Regions from separate parts of the Mus musculus genome. Here all the other regions are linked to region 4. The links are chromatin contacts, called in public Hi-C, HiChIP or PLAC-seq and promoter capture Hi-C maps. All regions are on one chromosome and are shown on one strand. Each heading gives the region's core, a stretch centred on a gene start, on an enhancer-like site or on the middle of the called end of the contact. The rest is flanking DNA. Distances are from core to core; before and after follow the strand shown.

Evidence for each region. Promoter capture Hi-C pulls out the DNA fragments that hold promoters and counts their contacts. A called contact is a pair of places that touch in the nucleus more often than the background predicts. HiChIP or PLAC-seq counts read pairs in DNA pulled down with a chosen protein or histone mark.
Region 1: a contact with region 4 is called in a Hi-C map of CD8 T cells, with 5 times the contacts expected there. The contact joins the promoter of Ift52 here to the promoter of Zhx3 in region 4. A contact is called at or near these places in 2 of 39 promoter capture datasets (the C10 cell line and pre-B cells), 2 of 484 Hi-C or Micro-C datasets (B cells and CD8 T cells) and 1 of 115 datasets of contacts at active chromatin or transcription factors (astrocytes).
Region 2: a contact with region 4 is called in a promoter capture Hi-C map of pre-B cells, with 10 times the contacts expected there. The contact joins the promoter of Dhx35 here to the promoter of Zhx3 in region 4. A contact is called at or near these places in 14 of 39 promoter capture datasets (the 3T3-L1 cell line, the C10 cell line, the SN4741 cell line and 9 more), 1 of 484 Hi-C or Micro-C datasets (LSK cells), 8 of 115 datasets of contacts at active chromatin or transcription factors (embryonic forebrain, embryonic hindbrain, embryonic stem cells and 4 more) and 3 of 9 other capture datasets (adipose tissue, liver and macrophages).
Region 3: an H3K4me3 HiChIP or PLAC-seq map of pro-B cells shows a contact between it and region 4, with 8 times the contacts expected there. The contact joins the promoter of Srsf6 here to the promoter of Zhx3 in region 4. A contact is called at or near these places in 7 of 39 promoter capture datasets (the C10 cell line, cranial neural crest, hippocampal neurons and 3 more), 2 of 484 Hi-C or Micro-C datasets (CD4 T cells and CD8 T cells), 3 of 115 datasets of contacts at active chromatin or transcription factors (astrocytes, large pre-B cells and pro-B cells) and 2 of 9 other capture datasets (embryonic stem cells and liver).
Region 5: a promoter capture Hi-C map of embryonic stem cells shows a contact between it and region 4, with 8 times the contacts expected there. The contact joins the enhancer-like site here to the promoter of Zhx3 in region 4. A contact is called at or near these places in 9 of 39 promoter capture datasets (the SN4741 cell line, cranial neural crest, embryonic stem cells and 5 more), 4 of 115 datasets of contacts at active chromatin or transcription factors (astrocytes, forebrain, large pre-B cells and 1 more) and 3 of 9 other capture datasets (adipose tissue, macrophages and pancreatic islet).

Annotation. Positions count from the first base shown.
Region 1 is chr2:163,015,311-163,020,011 of GRCm38.p6, reverse strand. Ift52 (intraflagellar transport 52) reads right to left here and starts at 2,659. Exons shown (of 13, transcript NM_172150.5): 1 at 2,479-2,659.
Region 2 is chr2:158,792,871-158,796,963 of GRCm38.p6, reverse strand. Dhx35 (DEAH (Asp-Glu-Ala-His) box polypeptide 35) reads right to left here and starts at 2,157. Exons shown (of 22, transcript NM_001372513.1): 1 at 2,036-2,157. The coding sequence starts at 2,075.
Region 3 is chr2:162,928,920-162,933,465 of GRCm38.p6, reverse strand. It overlaps Srsf6 (serine and arginine-rich splicing factor 6), which reads right to left and starts at 1,958. Exons shown (of 6, transcript NM_026499.4): 1 at 1,689-1,958; 2 at 1,324-1,472; 3 at 1-40. The coding sequence starts at 1,795.
Region 4 is chr2:160,871,436-160,876,144 of GRCm38.p6, reverse strand. It overlaps Zhx3 (zinc fingers and homeoboxes 3), which reads left to right and starts at 3,155. Exons shown (of 4, transcript NM_177263.3): 1 at 3,155-3,354. It overlaps Gm35129 (a long non-coding RNA gene), which reads right to left and starts at 3,147. Exons shown (of 3, transcript XR_866921.2): 1 at 714-3,147.
Region 5 is chr2:158,832,199-158,836,817 of GRCm38.p6, reverse strand. Dhx35 (DEAH (Asp-Glu-Ala-His) box polypeptide 35) reads right to left here. Exons shown (of 22, transcript NM_001372513.1): 13 at 1,824-1,948; 14 at 123-177. Among named protein-coding and RNA genes, the nearest start is that of Dhx35, 40 kb to the right of the region's middle. Within about 2 kb of position 3,282, at least 48 of the 459 cell types and tissues checked have an H3K27ac peak or open chromatin away from gene starts, as enhancers often do. A contact at or near this core is called in astrocytes, embryonic stem cells, forebrain and 1 more, where this site is marked.

The DNA.
Region 1 (4,701 bases), core at 1,410-3,909, 2.1 Mb before region 4:
AACTCCTTTTTATTAAGATTTTTATTAGGCCGGGCGGTGGTGGCGCACACCTTTAATCCCAGCGCTTGGGAGGCAGAGGCAGGCGGATTTCTGAGTTAGAGGCTAACCAGGTCTACAGAGTGAGTTCCAGGACAGCCAGAGATACACAGAGAAACCCTGTCTCGAAACAAACAAACAAACAAACAAACAAATGTATTAGCATATATTAATGTGATAATTCCGAGAATGCACATAAGGTACTTGCACCACCCTCTCCCTATGAGCTCCTGTGCCCGCTCACTGACTCCCTTCTTCCCAGACAGGTTTCCCTCTACTTTCATGTCTTTTTTTTTTTTTTTTTTTTTTTTTTTTTAAATAACCATAGTTTGGATTGCTTGTGGGAATGTGAGAAATGTGTGGTGATGCCTTACCATTGAAGAAAATGTCTCCCCTGTCCCAGCAACTTTTAAGTGCCCACAGAGTCTCAGGGAGGGGCAAGGCCTCCTGACCTGTCCCCTCCACGAGACAATGTTGACAGGCCCAATCTGTTGTAGGTCTTGTGCAGGCAAACGTGCTATGTATTTTCTTTTTATGTGCATTGGTGTTTTGCCAAAGTGTATGTCTATGTGTATAAAGGTGTCCAATCCCTGCAGTTACAGAAGTTGTAAACTGCCATGTGTACTGGGTACTGGGATTTGAAGCTGGGTCCTCTGGAAGAACAGCCAGTGTTTTTATAACTACTGAGCCATTTCTTCAGCCCTATGATATAATTTTTTAACACTGAAATTTACGTCCACTTGTAGATTGAAGAGATGGCTCAGTAGTTGCAGACACTTTGCCCCCAAGCCTGAAACACCCATAGGATGACGTCCTTTCTCTTCCATGAGCACTCAGTACCACATACACACAACAAACAAATGTAAATAAAAAAGAAATATATATATATATATAAACTATTTTTGGTCCATTTGAAACTACTCTGATGCTCATATTGGGTACCATTGTTTTTTACCTAAATTACTAGGCGACTGCACAATTCCAATCCATGTTTTAAGAGCTGATAGGAGAGACCTTCAATATACTGTTTCTTCTGAGACAATCTCCTATAATCTAGGTTCGCCTCTAATGCACTGTGCAGTGGAGGACGGCCTTGAACTCTTTAATGTCTTGCCTTAGTTTCCTGGGTGCTGGGATTACAGGCACATTGCCGCCATGCCGCTGCCTCTCAAATGACTTTTTTTTTTTTTTCCCTGTTCTGAGGACCAGGCAGACACCCAGGGTCTCATGCAGGCAGTCTATTAACTAAGCTGCAGCCTTAACCCCTTCAATGAAATTGAAAACATTTTGTCATGTTGACTTCACATGACACGGCTATTTTTTTGCTTGTTTTCTTTCTTTTTTTTTTTTAAAGATTTATTTATTTATTATATGTAAATACACTGTAGCTGTCTTCAGACACACCAGAAGAGGGAGTCAGATCTTGTTACGGATGGTTGTGAGCCACCATGTGGTTGCTGGGATTTGAACTCTGGACCTTCGGAAGAGCAGTCAGGTGCTCTTACCCACTGAGCCATCTCACCAGCCGGTTTTCTTTCTTTCTTTGTTTATTTATTTATGGTTTTTCGAGACAGTGTTCCTCCTGTGTAGCACTGTCACTCTCTCTGTAGACCAAGCTGGGGTTAAAGGTGTGTGCCATCACAGCCGGCTAACAGAGCTGTACTTGAACATGCTTGTTTTCATTTTGTGTACCTACAATGCTGTACTCTGCCTTCTCCAGTTTCCTGATTAGAACGTCACAACGATCATGTTAGTGATATTGACCTATTACTACACGGTGCCACAAAGAACCCAAACATCACAGTACTGAGATTTATATTTTTCTGCTTTTGAGACGTATTTGGGGTGGGAGCAGATTTCTGGGAAAAGTGAATACCCTTCTCTGAGTACTGAATTGCTCTTAACGGAAGAATACACTTCGAGGTAACAGTTTACTGTAGTTTAACCCCACCACCTCCTTCTGAAGGAGCAGTAGATCTGGGGTCCTGTCCTATTAGAATTAGAAATGAGTTTCCCTAAGAATAGGATAAGGTTTAAAAATCGGTAATAATAAGAATATTGAAACAATATTTGGGTAGCACTGCCCAACCATTCTCTTATTTTTTCTTCAATAATCTAACATGGTATACTAAATTTTGCCAAAGTGACGAAAAACACCAAGCGTGGTTGCAACGATAGCTGAGTCTGATTTGATGGCTCCCCATCCTAGGTTTTTTCATATTCTACAGGACTACGACAAATCCGCGCAGTCCGAGGAGCTAGAAATTCTACATCATCGCCAGGACCAGTTCCCAGCCCACTTCCGCGTCCTCAGTTTACCTCTGCCGACCTCGGGATTCCCACAAGGCTGGCCTAGGGGTCTCCAGAGCGGCATGGCGAGGCCGTCATCGTCTCCAGCCAGACCAACGACCTGGCGGCCCGCACAACCCGACCTCTCCTTACCTGAGGCCAGAGGCCGCCAGGTATCCAAGGCCGCGCGCCGAGAAGGCGTGGCTCCGGGCCCCGAGTGACTTCCGTCGTGGCGTGATGACGACAGCGCGACAGACGTGCTGTGTCTGGTGGCTGCGGACGCTGGGGGCTGTTGGGTAGGGGTTCGGGGCTAGCGCTGGGCTGGCCCGTTTCCCGGTAAAGACTGTATCCAAACTGAAGGAGTCACTTTTTAATAGGGAACCTATATTGTTCATTTGCTAGCAACTGCTATTAAAGACCAATAAGATGGTAGGTCCCCAGGCCGGGAATTCCGGCCTGCCTATGGGCGGGGACTGCTGCGGCAAGCCACGCCCCGGCCTGGCCTGGACGCAGGTTCCGGGCAGGCTCTTGCCGGGTAGCGATCAGGAGACCTAAAATGCCAGGTCTTACCAAAATTTAGAAGTAGAAGCTGGGGTAGGGAGTGGTGACGCGCCGGAGATGTAGTACTATTGTGGAGCTGGGGAAGCGTTTCGGGAAGAGGTACTGGCTTGGGCCAACGGTTGCCATGGAAACGGGAAACACGCTTGCTTCCGCAGAGGCTTCACTGAGAGAGGGCTGTCTGTGGCTTTGTAGTCAAAGCCTCTGCAGCCTCAAAACTTGGAGCAGGCACATGTAGGAAGCTCAGCAGTTTTTATTTTCATCTATGTCTTAATACAGAGCAGTATGCGTTAAGGATATTAAAATACACAAGTTTTAAGGCACTTTTCACGACTGTGGTTATGACGATTTTAGAAAGTGGGAAAGAGTGTGAAAGAGAACGATCTCTTCTCTCCCACTGAAGATCAAATCCAGAGCCTTCCACATCGTGAGCTGTACCATTGAGTTAAGTCTCAGCCAGGAAACTTTTCTAGTGGAGTGCTGCAGAATTGAATAGAGTGTGCAATTAAGGATGCAAATGATCAAGTGTGCAATTAAGGATGCAAATGATCAGGATCTGGACTTGGGCAAGTCACGGGATCATTCGGTACTGTAAGTGTACTAGAAGTGCCAGGACACCAGACCGGGAGCAGCTCCTGGAGCAGTTCTCTCACTGTACCAAGTTGCAGAAGGAGCTTGAGGGTTTTAGAGTCAGCTGCTCCGAAGTCCGGTGTCTGAGAAATGACTTGTATCTGGTGAACTTGAACATGCTGCTTAATTGGAGCATTTTCTACGTGTAAATTGAGGATAGATTCTAAAGGTTTATTATGAGGATTATGGATTGAATTGAGATGGCTCAGCAGGTAAAAAGGCTGAGCCTGACATCCTGAGTTAAATCCCCGAGTCCCACATAATCGAAGTAGAGAACCGATTTCTGTAAATTGTCCTCTTGACCTCTACAAGTATTCTGTGGCATGTTTATGCGCGCGCGCACACACACACATACAAATATGAATCTCAATCTCTCTCTCTCTCTCTCTCTCTCTCTCTCTCTCTCTCTCTCTCTCTTGCTCTGTTTGTTTTTTTTCAAGACAGGGTTTCTCTGTGTAGCCCTGGCTGTCCTGGAACTCACTTTGTAGACCACGCTGGCCTCAGACTCAGAAATCTGCCTACCTCTGCCTCCCAAGTGCTGGGAGGTGTGCGCCACCATCGCCTGGCCAAATACGAATTTCAAAAGGATATATTTTAGAACACTATGTATACAGTGTTCTGCCTACATGTATGACTGCACACCAGAAGAGGGTACCAGACCTCATTATATATTGTTATGACCTACCATGTGGTTACTGGGAATTGAACGCAGGATCTCTGGAAGAGCAGCCAGTGCTCTTAACCTCTGAGCCATCTCTTCAGCCCCCATCAATACAAATTTTGAAATGGGATATTCATATATATATATATATATATATGTATATATATATATATATATATATATGTCAGTTTCATAGTATACTTGTTCATTTTCTATCTTGGTGAAGCATTCTGTGACTTTACAATCTTAGAACAGCTGATTGTGGACTTCTGGCAGCATGTTCAGGTTTCGGACAGTCACCCTCCTGTAAGAGGGAAGATTTGTCCTCTCCTTGTGTCTCACCTCTAGCAGTTAACCCACACTAGGAAAGATAAGAACCAGTTTCTTTCCGTATCAAAGCTTAATAGTAATTCTTGACTGAGCTTTGATCTCCAATAGAACAGTGTTGCAGGTGTTCTCTTTGGTTTTTAATGTGTCCCAGCCCTGAGCCCTGCCTCCCCTCTTCATTCCTAGGGCAAGGGACAAAG
Region 2 (4,093 bases), core at 908-3,407, 2.1 Mb after region 4:
GTGCCCTAAGGCTCTCACAGAGAGCACCCTTGCCTCTGAGCCATCTCACTGGCCCAGAAGCTCAGATTCTTTAACTCTTGAAAGACATTTCAAGATGAAGTCCCTTCCTACCTTTCCAGCACCATCTCCTGCCACACCCCAAATATACCCACATATACCATCACAGTACTCCATACTGGGGGTTTGGGGACATCCTTAATACACAAATCCTTTCAATGGCCTGGAGAGCCATTCTCTACCTCACCATAAACAAGCCATAACAAACTTGTTTCAGCGCTCAGTGTTCGCTCCAAAACCATTACCATCTCTACGACGCAGCCAATTCTTCACACTGCACTTTCCCTCCCTCTCCTATACCTTAATACAATTATAATAGCTGTGTACCTAGCACCACGGGTGTTTTGTGCATTGTCTCATTTAATCCTCACAGCAATCCTATTATGACAAATGACCGATAAGGAAGCAGAGACTTGGAGCACTTGTGTGGCTCTGCAAGTCACCCAGGCAGGGAAGGCACTGCAGTCCAGTACTTGAGGCCATCTTCCTTACAGCACCCCTCTGCCTTGCTTAGCATTCTTCTCATGGACACGTAACTTGGAGAGCACACCTTGAGAGCTGAGCCCAGGCATGTACGTGTTCACGACCTGACTGACGACAGAAGTGTACTCTCGATACAGTAATGGACTAAACAATGGGACAGACTTGTAGAACAGTTCAGAACAGTTCCAGGTTCTTTAACCAAAATGGTACCCGGGTCTGAGTTTTGGCAATTTATCCAAGCCTCTATTAGACTTAACTCTTTGGTCTGCTGGTTAACTCTTGAATAAGTTGGTAACTCATTACTTACTGGGGTGGACAATCAGCTGATGCCTGAAAATGCTGAGTCATGAAAGTGACAAACGAGAGAGTCAGGGTATGTCTTTGTGACCCTGGCTGTCCTGGAATATACACCAGACTGGCCTCAAATTCAAGAGATCCTCCTGCCTCTGCCTCCCAAGTGTTGGGATTACAGCCATGGACTACCATATCCAGTTCAGATTTAAAAAAAAAAAAATAATTATGTGTCACCTTCATGAGTTTATTTCTCTAACACTTAGGCACATGGTCAGATTTCCAGGGAGCATCTAAAACACTCTTTAAAAGCTGTCCCTTGTTGCCTTTTCTGTCTCAAACTATCATCATCACAATATAATGTATACACCCAGATCTTCTGGAGTGCAGGTAGAGGAGAAAAAAAGAAAATGTGTAAAAAAGTAAGGGCAGAGGCTGGTACCAGTTAAGAAACAGTGTTTTGGTTTAGCTTGGTTTGGTTTAGTTTATAAGAAAAGCGTGAACAAAAGGCGCATCCTACACAGATCATGGTCTGGTATTTCAACAAGAACCCGACCTGAGAAAATGCAAAAACAAAAGATGGTGACTTGTTAGCCTACAAAACAGGAAAAGTGACAGCCACTAGGAAGGAGGGCGTTCACTTTGTGGTAAACATTCAGAGTGGGCAAGACCTACCCTAAAACACTGGAATACATTTTCTCTTTTATGAGCCATTAAGTCGGACTACGTACTCCCCCTACTCCACGCCCACGGGACAGGTGTTCGTATTCCGCCCACTTCCCAGGTGAGGGGAGCGATGTTCTGAGGGATGGGGGCAGAGTTCAAGGTTCTCCATCTACTGATGCAAGGCAGAGAGGCAGCCTTGAACCTGGGCGCTCTGACTCCATAACCCAAGCTTCTAAGCCACTGAGCTGCACTGCCTCTCGAGCCCCAATGCTGCCCCAGGACTTCAGCAAGATACACACGGGCGCTTCAGGACTCTACATCTCAAGAGGTGCCGAGGAGGCTAAGAAACTCCAACAAGGTCACCCAGAGTTTCCGCCCAGCTTAGGGAGGCCTTTGACTTCCTCCGGACCACCGTGGGCTGCAGCATCCTTGCGCGCGGAGGAGTGGTGCCCAGCCCTCCCCCGGTCAGGCCCACGGGTGGGTCCCCAGGCCGAAAGTCATGTCCGGGCATCTACCCAGGCTCCCTGCCCTGCCTTACCCGGTTTCCAGAATTTCACTGGTCCCAAGGGCGCAGCCATGCTGGGGTGAAAGGTCACGAAGAAGACTCCGCCCCTCTAGACCCGCGCGAGTCCCTCCGGGCTCAAGGGGCGTGGCCCGCCAGCAGCCTCCGCGGGGGCTGCGGGGGGCGGGTAGAGCGAAAAGAAGCCACGCCTTCCGGCAACACCCCCCCCCCCCACTATGGATCACGTGATCGCAGCTCGCTTTGGCTTGCCTTTGAGGGCCTCTCCTTGGCCCACGTGATGCCGCGCGGCCATATTGTCTCTCGGATTGGCTGCTCTACCCTGCTTGGACACTCTGGGTTGCCACTAACTTCTAGGAATGCGCTGCTGTGTTCCCAGGCTGTCACTCACCAGCGTTAAGAGTGTGAGCAGAGGCTGGGTTTCCCCGGTGAACTGAGAGATGCTCGTGTTTACATGCTATCGCAGCTGCGTCTCTTTTAGTCTCCTATTTTCATACTGAGAGATAATAGCGGTAACGACCTCCTGCGTCTGATGATTCAGTTAATGCTGCTGTGTTCCCTGGAACTGTAGCTTCTTGTTTCCCAGGCGAGGGTGGGGCTGGGTAAACTGTAAATGAATAAACGCTGGATAAACAGAATGATGCTTATTATCAGCAAGTAAAGCCGAAATGATACAGGCAACTTGTGGTCTTCAGAGAAATGTCGCAAAGTGGGAACGCAGGAGCACATTGGGCCGGAAGATGAGACTAGAAATCAGATCAGTGAGGCCAGTGCATTCACCCAGTGTTCCCTCCAAGGCAACCGTTTATAAATCAAATGCTCTTTTTCTACCTCCCCATCCCCCACCCCCACCTCCCGCACATCAAGTCATTGCAGGACTAGGTGCATCCTCTCCCACTAAGACAAGACAAGTCAGCCCAGTTAGGGGAATGGGCTCTGCAGGCAGGCAACAGACTCGGGGATAGCCCCTGCTCCAGTTGTTGGGGGACTCTGCATCAGATACAGCCCATGCTCGCTCTTTGGTTGGTAGTTCAGTCCCTGAGAGCCCCCAAGGGTCCAGGTTAGTTGACTCTGGTGGTCTTCCTTTGGAGGCCCTGTCCTCTTCTGGGCCCTCAGTCCTTCCCCCAACTCTTCCACACACTCCTCCCCCACTCCCACCCCCATCCTCAAGCTCCATTTAATATTTGGCTGTGGGTCTCTGCATCTGTTTCCATCCTCTACTGGATGGAACAGTTGTGCTGGGCTCAAGGAAGCCACAAATTAAGAGGCTTTAAAATCTATACATTTTTAGAGCTCCAAAAGAAAATGCTTCATTCTTTGAGGGAAATGGCAAATTACGGAAAGCGTTGGAAACAAGTAACCCTGATTCAGAATCCTTAGCTTGCCCATCACCTGGCTGACATTTAAGCTCAGTTGTAAACTGAGCTTTAAAGAAGTGTTAAAGGAGATGAGGGGCAGAGGACCTAACACAGTGCAAGACACTGCAGGCACTAGGTCGGAATCGGCTCTCATTAGCTCAACTGCCAGGGCAAATATACCACACGAGCAAAATCTGAGTTTATGTCACGTTCGTTTCTAGATTTGATTTGTTTCCTTAATAATTAAATGAAGTTCAGCACATGCTAATCCTTCTGTGGAGAATGCTTCACCCCTGCTTTAGATCCTTGAAGGAGCAGCTCCAAGACCTCTCTCCTTCCACTATCAAACATTCCCCCTGTAGAGTAGGACTTGCAAGCCGATTTTACCCTAAGACTTGTGCAATTGAACTAAAGTTAATCTGCCTCTCTTTTTATGCTGGGAATTCCTTTTTTAAAATAATTTTATGTATATGATTTTGCCTACATGTAGGTGTATTTTTTTATATTTTCATTAAAGTCCTTCATATAGAAAATAACATTTATACATGAAAAACGCCTTTGTAGCCAGGCGGTAGTGGTGCACGCCTCTAATCCCAGCACTTGGGAGGCAGAGGATGGTGGATTTCTGAGTTCGAGGCCAGCCTGATCTACAGAGTGAGTTCCAGGACAGCCAGGGCTATACAGAGAAACCCTGTCTCAAAAAAACTAAAACAAGAAA
Region 3 (4,546 bases), core at 709-3,208, 2.1 Mb before region 4:
CTGCCAGAAGTTCTCCGACTGCTGTATCCACCTCCACCACCTTTATCACATGAAGGGAGTAATTAGATGCGTTGCAATGACAGGCATGCATGTTTTTGAAAGTTAGTACAAACATAGCAACGTTTATTACTGGAGTAGGACTTTGCTATTATACTGCTAAACCCTCGATACATTTGTGATTTGCCACAAATTAAATTAAGGGCAAGTCAAATAGACTAAATCCAACTAAACCTCTCCTACAATCTGTTAGAGAGTGACTGCTCCTTTATTCAATTTACCTCGCTAAGTTTTATTTTACAGAACATTGTAAAATATAAAACTTAACTGATTACATGCATTTCTACATTTTACAAAAATGTTTACTAGTTACACTAAGTACTTACATCACAGTGTGAGGTTTTTGGTGGTGGTTTGGCCACAAAACACGCAAGGTAACAGTCACCTAGTTCAGATTAACCAGTTTTGTCTAACCCTTGGAATCCTCACCATCACCCTGCGTCTAATGGCAAAAGGCTGCTGTCGTCATGGCTTCCGGTAAGGTCAGCCAAAGGGTCATAGGGCAAGGGTCACACAATGTATGGAAAAGCCAAGGCCAATCAGGAAAGGCAGTCATCTTAGCCTCAGTGGACACAGCCTCAGCCCCATTGGTCACTTTCAAATTGAAACATCAAGGACTTGTTAAAAAGTTGGAATTCAACATGCAACAATTTCAACATTAAACATTTCACATAACCAAAATCCCCCCAACCCCCTCCCAGTAACATGCCCCAACTATTTCAAATACAGCATAAAGCTTATTTAGATTTACTTTGTGGTACTATGCCACATTACTTAGTTTAAAATGGCATTTTCTTTGCCCCCCCCCAATCAAGCCTCCCAGCTCCTAAGACTTAGACTTCAAGCTCCTCCCCTTTCCCCGCCCCCTGCCCCACCTCCACCCCAGCCTTCCTAGAAACTTCCTCAATGCTAACAAGCACTGACAGATAAGCAAGGGGGCATACTACAAATACAGCCAGCCCTCGCTTTCAATGGCAGAACCCAAGTCAGTGCCAAAGAGGGCCAACTGAAGCCACTCCTTCCAAACTTAAGTCAACCGGCCACCCGACCCCATTCCCCGCGCTCCGGTGTCCCACGGCTACCCGGGCATGCGTGGAGGTAGAGGGGCCCCGGGAACACCCAGGGCCGACAAGCCCCGGCCTCCGCGCCTGCCCGGGCTGGGGAGGTCCCACCCTGCCCACCCAAGTGACTGCACCCGCCCTGCGCCCCCAACCCCCGCCCCCCCCAGGTACCCAGGACGCGGAGCGCGCGGGGGTAAGGACTCACTGCGGCTTCCGTAGCTGTAGCCATCGCGGTCGCGGCGCGGGCCCCGGGCGTGCTCTACGATCACGCGCTCGCCGCACAGCTCCTTGCTGTTGAGCTCGTACACGGCATCGTCGGCATCCCGGGAGTCCTCGAACTCCACGAAACCGTACCTGCGGAGGGGCGGAGCGCGAGCCGCGCACCGGCGGGCGGGCGTGTCGTTAGCCGGCGCCGCGCGCTCCCGCGCCCTCCCCCGCGCGCGCGCGCTCGGGGCGCCGCCGCCGCCGCCATTTTAGAGGCCCTGCCACGCGGCGCCGCGGCCTTGGCCGCCTCGGGTCCTTGGGGGACCTCTCTCCGCCGCGGGGCGCGGCCTCCCAGACCCGACTCACCCATTTTTGAGGTCGATCTCGAGGAGGCGGCCGTAGCCGCTGAAAAAGCGCTGGATGTCCTTCTCGCGGACGTTGTAGCTCAGGCGTCCTATGTAGACGCGCGGCATGGCCGTGACCCACGGGTGTCCTCCGGGAGGCTGGCGGAGGGGCGGCGGGCCGCGGGGCAGGGCTGCGGTGCGGGTGCGGGGACGGCGAAGGCCCGAACACGCGCCTCACACCGCAGCGGCGGCCGAGTCAGCCACACAATGGTGCGCGCGCGCGCGCCGGCCTACGCTATAAGTGCCCGGGGGCGGGGCGCGGCGCGGCGCAGCGCGTGACGTCGTCGCGCAGCACGTCCTCTCCCGCGCCGCGGGCCGCTCCGGATGTGTTGGGGCGGCCCGCGGCGCGTGCCGTGCTTGCTGGGAGTTGATTTCGCTACTGTCATGTCCCCTGGCGCTGTGCAGCCATCAGCGTAAACAGCCGAGGCCCGGACCTTTTGAGTCGTGCCTAATAAACTGTTCTTGTGCCCAGGCACGCGGAGAACGAGTTTTATTTCTCATTGGTTGTCCGGGCTGTCAGTCTAGGCCATCTTGGTCTCTGATTGGTCTACTAAAAAAAAAGAGGTTGCTCTTTCCCTTCAGCGGGTAGCTCGCACTGGTTTCGTTGAGTACACGCTCTTGGGAGTCGGACAGTTCCTTAGTTTCTCAGCGGCTCGGGATCTGTCCCCGAGGTTTAGTGACCAGCGGGGGAGGTGCTGTGGCTGGTCTGGGTGGCATCCCTCCCTCTGCTCGGAGCTCTGACAGCTCTGAATCCCGCGCTCGCCGCGGCCGTTCACAAAGGGAGCATGGCTGGGCCCCATGGTCCTCCAAGACCCCCTATCCCCTTTCCTATCCATACTGTCCTTAACCTGGTTGGATCCGAAGGCAAACTATTTATAAAGCAGAAATACACACTTAGGAGTTTATGGAGGTGACATCTAATGCTGTAGAGTTAAACAAAACAGCCCCACTGCCCTGGAGTAAAGTTAATTGACTATCAAGGAGCATGCCTTGGGAGTATTCAAAGCACGGCGAAGGTTTGGCTAGAGAGGTAAGGAAACCGAAAGCAGAGCACGGTGTGATAAAAGCTGAGAGAAAAGACTGCCATTGAGTTAGTACCTGCTCTTTAGGAATTTGTTTTCTGCCCAGAATCTGGGCAGCCTCAGGCTTTTCAGCTATAATGAGAGAAGATTCTGTCCTCTGGGGCAGACCGGCAATGTTGATAGCACACAGGGAGATGTGTTAATAGTATTCTCGAGGGAAGAGAACGTCCTTAAGTTAGAAATATAAATATATATATGTAGACAGCTTTTAAAAATATTCATGGAACACAGAATGAAGTCAACACATAACAGTTTTATCAAATTGTCAATTTCTAAAAACTTGTTAAAATTTATTTGTGAGTGGTGAGAAGACTGAAGCCGGTAAAGGTGCTTGCTGCCAAGCTGGAGGACCCGACTTTGATCCTAGAGACCCACACGGTAGAAGGAACAACAACAACAACAAAAACAATTCTTGCAAGTTGTCCTCTGACCTCCTGATGCGTGTCATGCCTTCAATAAATAACTAAGTGTGATGATAACACATTTTAAAATTATTTGTAAAAGCAAACACACATCTGGATTCCACACGAGACGAAAAAGCCAGTATTTGTCATTCTCCTACCCTATTACCATATTTTGTTCCCCTCTTCCCTTATCCTTGTTTCCTTCACATAGTTCCCTTTCTACTTTCATGTTCTACACACACACAAGACAACCCATGAGATCATTTATCTTCCAAAGTTCCTAGTTGGATCAGCAGCACTGGGGAGTCCTGTTGCCGACCTAACTTGGTACTTTGCAAAAGCAACAAACTGAAATGACAAGTGCGCAGCATGAGAGTCTATTTATTTTTTTAGTGGGCTGGGGGAGGGAAAAGCCAGATAGTCAGGTGCAGTATCTGATGCCTGTTCTCAGCATCCGGGAGCTGAGGAAGGAGGACTGCTATGGGTTCTAGATTAGCCTTGGCTAAGTTTGAGGCATTGTCTTAAAAACAAGGAAGGGAAGGGTCTGTTGGGAAACTGCTTGCTTCTGGAGCTTGACCGTTCCTGTGGAATGACACCTGAGGTGACCCTTGGCCTCCACACTTGATGCACATGCTAGTTTGGAACTCCAGAGCCTCAATATCAATGAGAGCCAGTTCCTACAGGTTCGCTCACCACATCTCCCTCCCACCCCCAACTGATTCTGTTACCATGTGAAATCTCAACTAACACAGCCACCCCAGAGTATTTGTGTGGAATGCAGCAGAGGCTGCTCTGGGAAGTTCTGCCCAGAGCATCTGACTGATGGCCCATCCATGCCATCAGTCTGATAGATAGATCTCTGAGGCTTGTCTGCGGGAGATTTGTGTAAACGGTGCCAAGCCAGTCCAAACCCTCATTTAAAATCTTCTGAGCCAGGTGCGGTGGTGCACACCTGTAACACCAGCAGATCAGACTTCCGGGCAAGAGGATCAGTCAACTGAGCAAGGCGCTGGGGATATGGTTCAATGGTTTGCTGCCGAAGACCTGACCTGGGTACCTAGAATGAAATTCAAGTATCTCACAAACACCTATAACTCTAGTTGCAGGGGGGAATCCAATGCCTCTGGCTTTTGTGGACCTCCGCACACATAAGTACATACCTCTAAACACATACACACTTTTAGATAAATATATATATTTATTTATCTCCAAATTGCCCCCAGAACTTGGGAGGCAGAGACAGGGGGAATCTCTGTGAGTTCAAAGCCAGCCTGGGCTACATACTGAGACCCTGTCTCAAACAAATATCCCTGGGTAAAATAAAACTTTCAGAA
Region 4 (4,709 bases), core at 1,906-4,405:
GATCCATATCTGAGAGAGATTGTGAGGCCTTTTCTTTCTGAATTTGTGTCACCTTGCTAAAATTTACTTTCCAGTCACCCGTCTCCCTGAAAGTTTCATATTTTCATTATGCAGAGTAAAATTCCATTATGCATATTACAACATTATGTACTCGCCAGTTGATGAGCATCTAAGTTAGCTAGCTCCCTTTCCTTGCTAGGGTAAAGATTTATATATAGTCATGTATCTGCAAGCGTCTTTAGGGTCCTTTGGGTATATGTGCCCCAAATCCACTTTTTTTTCAAGCACACCAGTGGTTTTTAAGTCTGGGGGATCCAAACTTCTATTCTCAAGAGGTTTACTGTCCAAGCCATCTTCCTAGGACATTTCATTTTAAAAGAAACTTTTAAATTTTATTTATTTATTTACGGGACCAGAGAGCTATCAGGAGTCAGTTTTTTTCTTTCTACCATGTGGGTCCCGGGGATGAGACTCGGATTTTCAGGCTTGGCAGCAAGTGCCTAACCTGCCGAGTCCTCTCATGGGTCCTTTTTCTGTTGAAGGAAAATAATTTGCCTCTGATTAAATATCATCAACAACTTCCCCTCCTCCTTGAGATCCTTCCCGACACTAAGTGTGTGCTGGTTGCTGCCTCTGCCTAGACTCACTTCCAGTCATCTCCCCAGGCTCAGCTTCCAGCTTCCAGTGTTATTGGGAGCCCTTCCCCCACTCACCTTCATTGTTTCTTTGGCCCTTTGGATGTTTGTTCTCTCCACTGGTACTGGAGATGGAACTCCAGGGCTTGGCTATGCCAGGGCAAGCACTGTATGCCCCCAGTAGCAAGTCTCTCTTCTGCCTTTAATTTTTATCTTGAGATAAGGTCTTGCTAAAGTTGCCAAGGCTGGCTCAAACTTGTGGTCCTTCTGCCTTAGCCTCCTGAGTATCTGGGATTACATGTAAGCACCAGCTTACTTGCTCCATACTGGTAATTATACCCTCTGTGCTATGTTTACCAAAGCAGTTGGCATTTGCATATTCTCCTCCAGAACTGCAGCGTGACATGTCTGTCTCTTCTGAAATATGGAGCTCTTTGGCATCTGGGAGACTGTCTTGCTTACGTCTTCATCTCTCAGAGTGCCTAGGTGAGACGAGGTACTTGGAAAATTGGTTGAATAAATAAAAATAAATTGGAGTACAACATATCTTATATACTCATTCATTCAAGAAATATTGAGTGTTTGAACATGTCTGCCCATGTTCCAGATGCTGAAAATAAGCAAAACAAACATTCCTGCCCTGAGGGACATGAAAGATAGGAGAGGTTATACAGGCCAGGCAGAGAGGCAAAGCACAGAAAAGGGAGACGGCATGGTGAGGGTGGGACTTGATATCCATCAAAGGAAATACCTTTTGAATAGAAATGTGAAGTGAGACACATCTTCCCGATGCTCAGGAGAACATATCCTAAGTGCAAGAGTCATTCATGTTCCAGGGGCAGGAAGGAGGCTGGTGTGGCTGGCTGAGGCAAGAGGAAGAAGGAAATGCGCTTAGTTAGAAAAAAGGTACAGATTGCACGTGATCTAGGGGTCCCTGGAATAAAGGCTGTTTTTTAAAAAAATAATGTGCCCAAGATAGAAACCATTGGGTTTTTTTTTATAAAAAAATGATTTATTTTACATTCTAATCGTTTTCCCTTCCTTCCTCTCCTCCCCCCCAGCCCCCAGGAACATTATTTTGGCTTAGGCTTTAACAAGATCCCAGTGACTGCTGTGTTGACTACAGGCTGGAATGAAGGAGAGCAGGTAGGGAAGATGCTATTGCAGTATTCCCAGCATGCAGATGTCTAAAGGTGGGGCTGGCAGGCTGGCTAATGGATTAAGATGGCTATGATTGGAAGAGAGGAGTGAAGGGTGGCTGAGACCTTTGGCCTGATCATTAAAAACAAAACAAAACAAAACAAAACAAAACAAAACTGGGCTTGACATGAACTGTATGTAATGAGGAAGATTGTGTAATAACCATATGCAGTGTGTTAAGGTACAAGTTCTAGTGTTTGATGCTGGACATGTTAAGTTTGACACATTGCTCACACTTAAAACATACATTTACTAACTGTGATAAATTCAGCTTTTTTTGTTTTGCTCTTTGAGACAGGTTCTTACTATGTAGTCCAGACTGGTTTGGAACTTGCTTTGTAGCCTAGGCTGATCCCAAACTTGCAATCCTCCTGCTTCAGCCTCTTTCAGTGAGATTATGGGTGTAGACCATCTTATACACAGCAATAAAGTCAGCCTCATTTGCTAAACACCAAGATAACGTGCAAGAAGCTTTATATAGACTGCCATTTAATCTTCTCACTCATTCTATATAATCCTAACATTTTGTTGCCTTTTGTGGATGAGCAATTGTGGCCAGTTGATATTCGATATAAGCTAATTTGGGGTTGGGACCCGCTCAGTCTTCAGAGCTCTATTTGTCAATCTGGATCCGAAGCAGTAGGGGACCACTTTCTAAACATATTTGCCACAGATTTAGGTTCTGTTGTGAAAAGGTGCCTGGAACAGGAACCAAGATTTTTAATTCCAGGCCAACAGCAGCTGTGAAAATGTACATGAAGGGAGCAGGTGTTTGAAAGCGCCACTATCCTAAGACAGTGTTAAAGAATCGGAGATCATGCCTTCGTTTCGGCCGCTATTTCTCTGAGTAAACAAGATACTAGAACCTGCCGTGAACCCTTAGTGGCGTTAAAGCAACTCCCAAATGTGGCTAATTTGGAAACACTGCACTGGAGAGAGGGCGCATGGGTCTGGGACCCTTGCCCAGACTACATCCTTTTGAAAGTTTAACCTCGTGTGGCCTTCCTTAGGTGGCCCTCAAGAAAGACCAGGATACGGAGCACAAAGGCCGGGAACCGCTTAGGGCCTCAGCATCCGCTCAGTTGTCCGCCTCCCCTGCCCCCGTGGCCCCCAACACAGAGAACGCTGGCCCGCAGCCGAGCTGCGCATGCGCTCTGGGTAAGGTCCGCTCCCCGCGACGTCAAGGGGCTTGCGCCCGTTCCCAAAGCCCCGCCTCCTAGCGCCTGAGGCGACCCGGGCGGGGGGTGGGGGGTGGGGTCGAGCCACGCCCCCAGCCGAGTCGAGGAGGGCCGACCGGAGCCGAACGCCTCCGAGTGCCACCGAGCTCGGCCGAGCGGCCGGGAGTCAGTTGGTGCTGCTCGTCTTCGCCCCAGAAGCAGTCCGTGGATCTGGCGTCGCCACCGCCGCCGCCGCCGCCTCCGCGGGGCCTGTGCCGGCCGGCCGCCCACCAAGGAAGGAGGGAGGCTCGCGGCGTGGGGAGAGCAGCGGGGGCCACGGGTGCCGCCGCCGCCGCCGCCAGGTGAGCGCCCGCCGAGGCCCAACGTCCCCAGAGCTGTCAGTCCCGGGCGTCTGTGTGTCTCCCCGCCTGTCAGCCCCTGTGTGTCTGCGAGCGCCTTCCCGCCAGGCCCGGCTCCCGCCCGGCCCTGTCAGCCGCCAGCACCCCCGCTCCGAGCGGCCCCGCCCCTTCCCCCCGATGTCCCGCCTTCCCCATCTGTCAGCGCCGCGCTCGCTCGCCGTGGGCTCCACGCCCGGGAGTCCAGGGTCTGGGTGGTCGCGCGGGACAGAGTTGCAGAAGGAGCCGAAGCGGGCCGGAGGTGGGGGGCCTGGCCGTGGGTGCGTGTGTCCGCATCCCGCGGGCGGCTGGCGAGCGGCTGGCACCGGTGCGTCTGGTGAAATGAGCGTCGGGACTCGAACCACTCCGGGGTACAGTGGAATCCTCCTTGCCCACGCGGAAACACCCGGGTTCTGGGATATCCAGATGGGCGTGTGAGCAGAGTTTGGGACCTGGGAAGCCTCTCCAGTTTGGGGTTTTCATTCAGAGAAACCTGTTGGAAGTGATTGGGGAGTGGGTGGGGTGTGGGGCTTAGGGTGCAAAGTACCTGAGAGCTTGAGGCATTCTGAGTTGTGTGGCTTGCATTTGTGAACAGTGATTGCCAGGGTAGTGTGTCCTGTGAGAAACTGTTATGTGACGCGGGTGGGGGTGGGGGTGTTAGAGAAGGGAAGGCATGCTCTTTTCTGCCTTTCTGGATGTCATGCCAACACATATATTTATCTAGATAGCCTAAAATGTTTATTCATGAGGCATCTACACATTTTTTTAATGAAAAAAAAGAGTACGGCACTTTTCATATATATATATATATATATATATATATATATATATATATATATATATATACACATACATACACACACACACACACACAAACACACATGGTCTCGTATGTTGCTATCTTGATTTATTTTTTTGTTTGTGGTAACGTAGCATCACAATATTTCAAAACTAACAGAAATGTGTTCTAAAATAATTGGTAGCTTGCCGGATAATTCTCAACCGAGGAGAAAAGATCCAAAAGCACACTTCATTAGCTGGAACAACTGATTTCGGGCTTAATTTGCTTCTAAGAGACATACAGTGGAAAAATCCAGAAACAGCAAAGAATGTATCAAAGAGACTTAGGAAATGAGCAAAAGGGCCTTTGTATGTGTGTGCCTTGGAGAGATGGTATCAAAGCAGCTTTAAGGGACAGGGCTGCTGTGTAATGATAAACATATTAACCAAGTTGGTTTTGTGACCTTGATACATTGGGCCATGCTTGATTTGTGCAGTGGTTCATGACAGGCAAACATTGCGTGGGAAGTGTGGTAATTTTT
Region 5 (4,619 bases), core at 2,033-4,532, 2.0 Mb after region 4:
GTCACCGAAGAGTTTATTATACCCATGGGGAGGACCAATCCCATTCTTAAAGACTTGAAGAATGCTAATTTAAGTCCAGCTACCCATTATCATATAGGTGAACACAGGAGAAGAAGGCTTACCTCCGAGAGCATAGAGCAGCTCCAAGGCTTGAACCATCGACTGTGCTGGCGGGGGCTGTGAAACACATCAAAGGCCTCCCATTAGTTTCTGTGACCACACCGGCTCACTCTCGCTCTATCCCACTCCAGCCGCCCAGTCTCTGCACTGCTGGTACCTTGGCATGTGCCTCCCACCTCTGTAGCTTCCTGGGCAGCGCCTCTGCAGCTGCCCCCTCCCCTCCTACTCCTCTCCTCCCTCAGCAGGGAGAGCCCCTACTTTAACTACCTCTTCACTTCCCTAAGCTGCTCTCAGCCTTCTGTGCCTGGAGCTGCAGACCCTACAGCACAGCACAGGTTGAGGAAGGACCAGCTTCTACCACCCCGGCCCTGCCAATGGTGAGCTAGCGACACGGTGAAATCGCTAACCCTGCAGACGACACCGATGCCGCAAAGGGCAGCAGGCTCACACTGTGCGCTGTGATGAGTGCACTGACACCTCTTTCCTTCCCTCCAAAGCCTGAGCACACGGGTGTCAAACATCAGTAGACCTTTCAAGGGGCTCTTCCTAGCAGCCCGCTGACAAGGTCAGCACCTTTCCAGTGAACTGCTTGCCTCCCGAATCTGCAGCACAAGAAGCACTTTAAGCCTCAAGAGTGATTTAACTCGACTTCACAGACGGAGCTTTGAAGACGGCTTCGGAGCACTTGACGGCAGGGTCAGAGGCTAAACGAAGTCCTTGCTTTTAGTTGTTGTTCACCAAAGAACAAAGTCAAATCTTTAAACGGTTTGGTGGCTGGCTATATACATAGACTTTACCCTGTGGGGCCTACCCTCAGGGGACCCAAGGAATCACTGCAAATCTGGAGCGCTGCTGTGAGAAAGTAACGGGACGGCAGAGCAGCACACTAGTGCCCCTGGGTTCCTGCCGGCACGCCGTCCTGGTCTGTCTCTCGTACTCACAGGAGCTCCAGGGTAAGCACTTGGGATCACTACACAAGCCCGAGCTGATGTCAGACTACAAAGAAGTCAGCTTTTCTATAAGTGGGCAGATGACATATATGTATATTTGCCAAAAACATGACATTAGAGTGAAGTCAAACTTTACTATTTAACAGCAGACTCATGGGAATAACTAACAAATATTAACAGACAAATAAGCTTAAGTTTTGATATGAACTATAAAATGACCAATAAGCTTTAAAAAAACAAAAAACTCTACAAGAATAATGGCTGTAGCACACCTTCCCCACTCACCCACCACTTCATCTGAGCACGCAGGCCAGGCCTTGCATGCTGCTGAGGGGAGCCTAGGAGAGCCAGGCAGCCATGCCTCAGAGCCTACAGAAAGAAGACTAATGATTCACTCCTATAACTTGCCTTAGGAAATCATCATAGATACTGAGAGCCGCAGGGTCCTTCCCAAGCTTTGCAACTCTCCAGCCAGGCCCAGTCACAGGCTATGTCCTGACTCCCCACCCTCCTTGTCTCTCTGAGCACTGTCAAGCTGTCCTGTAGCTACCCAGTGGCTTGTCTTTTTCAAGGAGAAAGGACAGGAGCTACAGAGGAAGAATTCTGGCTCGCCTGGATGCCAGTTTGCCCCACACCCTGGATAGGACCAAGCGGCATACGGTGTTTCAGCTATGTGAGGAAGAAAGATGGCATGCCTGACCAGTGTCCTTCCACCATACCCACATGAGCCCCTCAACCAGAAGCAGGACTTACAGACATGAAGTGGAACCTGAGGACATTGTCTATCCCTAGGGCTTTTAGCTGCAGGATGACGGGGGCCAAATTGCTGCGCTGCATCTCAGGGACGGTGGACTGAGGTAGCTGGTCAAAGGCTTCCTCTAAGGATAGGAAATCAGAAACAGATCAAACGTGACACTCAAATGCACCTGTACATCGGCAGAGTCCACCTTCTCTACCGTGAACAAGAGCTCTGGGATTCTGGGACCACATGTACAACATTATGATACAAAGTTATTTTTACGTTTAGGAAGGACGTTCTACTTCAAAAGCATAGAGAGTTGAACAGTACCCCTTTACAAAAGCACTCTCCTTTACTTCCAAACCTTGCTTTTCAAATGCTTTTGTCAGCAAAACGAAAGTAGCAAGCATTTGGGTAATTACTCTCAGGCCCAGTTGCTGTTCACTCTGCATAAGGCAGAGCGCTTCAAGGAAGCAAGAACAGCAAAATAAGCAAAGAAAAATGTAAAAATAAATCACCAGAGCTGCCCTAGACTCTGAAGAAGGATCTCATCACAGAGAGCAGAATTCATACAAACCTAGTTTTTAAACCAAGGAGCCAAATGCAGTCACACCCAGGATCCTGTACTTGCTTGTCCCACAGGAACAAAAGGTGACCTCAAACCGGAGAAGCACCCCGAGGCACAGAGATGGGGGAGGAGGGGAAGGATAGAGAGTCAGGGGAGGACTTTCTGAAAACCAGATCAAAGGGTGGGGAGAAAGGAAGGCTTTTCTGAAATCACTTTCCCTGTGTATTCAGAAAGCCTATGGATTACACGCCAAACCCTCCCATGTAAGTCAACGCTGTACTGACCGCTGTACAGATACACACCCTCCTTACACACAAGCATCACGAAGTCTCCATTTAGACCAGAAGGCTGCAGTTAACTAGAGAGGAAAATGAATTACAGCCAAGTCTCCTGGAGAAACACTACTATCTGTAAGAACTTTAGAAAGGTTTTCCTGAGAAAAGAGACAACCAATATTCTGGACTGTGTAACATAAATTGCCAAATGCATGGGTCTAGCGGGAAGGTTCTAGATGGCAAGCAAGGAAAGAAGTTCTTTAGCTTTAAGAACATTGTGGTTACTGTTCTGTTACCAAGACAACCACATTCCCCAGGCACACCACTGACCAAGGCAGAAACAAGTCATTAGCTGAGAGGCTGGTCCCACTGAGAAGATGCTGAGAGAAGCAGGTGTTGATTCTCAGAGACAAAAAGATGTGATGACACAGGAAAGCTGCAAAGGCCCCAGAGCCAGGGGCACAGAGGTCAAGAGGGGCAGAGGCCTCACGCAATGGCCCTGGAGACTTCAGAGGTAGGAGGGACCTGGATCAAGACCAAAAAACAGGCCCAAGAGGGACATATGCCCCTGCCGTGGACCATGGGAGGCTCAGGAAAGAGATGAGCAGAAACTGAGAAAAGCTACACAGGAGCTGCCAAGAGTATCAGGAGGATCTTTGTGGTTATAGTACTGTTACCAGGACAACTACACTCCCCAGGCACACCACTGGCCAAGGCAGAAACAAGTCACTAGCTGAAAGGCCGGCCTCTCTGAGAAGATACAAAGACAGACAAGCCCAAGGCATCAGAGGTATGCATGGCAAAGCGGGAAGCAGATCACGTGTCTAAGAACGGAGTAGCTGAGAACCAGGCAGAGTAGGAGTGAGAGCAGAGGAGCTAAGGAGAAGCCTTGGAAAGTTCTGGAACACCAAATTATCTGAGTAAAGAAGAGCTGCAGGCTCTGAAGATCTGCTGGCAATCTGAAGGGTGGGCACTAACCGTTGCTTACTGTCCCTGGTCTTTCCCAACCACGCCCTTGCTAAAGCAGCTACGACTAAAGGCTCAGTGACCTTCCACCCAGATCCACTTGCCCAGCTTCAGTCCGTATCTTATCACATGGCTTCTTTGACACCAAATGCCGGTGTCCATTTCCACTTTAAAAAAATCATTTGAGTTAGAGCTGGAAGATGGCTCAGCGGTTAAAAGCAAATGCAGAGGTGCCAGGTTCAGCTCGCAGCCCCCATGTGCCAGCTAAGACTCACCTGCAATTCCTATTCCAGTAACACTCCTCTGACCACCTCAGCACCAGGCACACATGTACTGCACAGACAGACATGCAGGCACAACACACAAAATAAAATTACCTAAAACTAAAAATATTGCTGAGAATGGTGGTGCCTGTCTTTACGTCCCAGACCTTGAGAGGCAACGGTAGGGAGATCTCGGAGGCTGAGGCCAGCCTAGGCTCCACAGAGAAATCCTGCCTCAAAAATAAATAATTCCTTAGCCACACAATTACTATACCTACAACTCTGCAATTCCTCAAAGAAATAAAGGTTCCCCTTCATGTCCCAAGTCTACCCACACACTTACATCCAGCCCCACTAATCCCTAGGAAACCGCGTAAAAGAGGAATGGAAAGACAGCGTAAGTGGGTGCTGGACACAGGAGGGCATTAATGACTTGGAACTCCATCTGCACACTAAGAAGGCAGGAAGGTAAGCTCTGTGGGCATGGGCAGTGGGGGTGGTGGATGTCTCAGAACCACTCCCAGTGAAAGAGACAGACAGACAGACAGACAGCAGCTCTGGAACATCATGGTACCTGTGCCTAGCAGTGCCAGCAGGCTGAGAGGAAAGCTCATTAAAGGCCAGGACTGTCTACCAGAATTTCACTCTGTGCCCTCAGAAGTTAGCACGGCTTGTGATACAGAACTGAGCCAACTATTTGCCATCCATGAATGATTCTCAGGAGAACTCTGCAAAGGC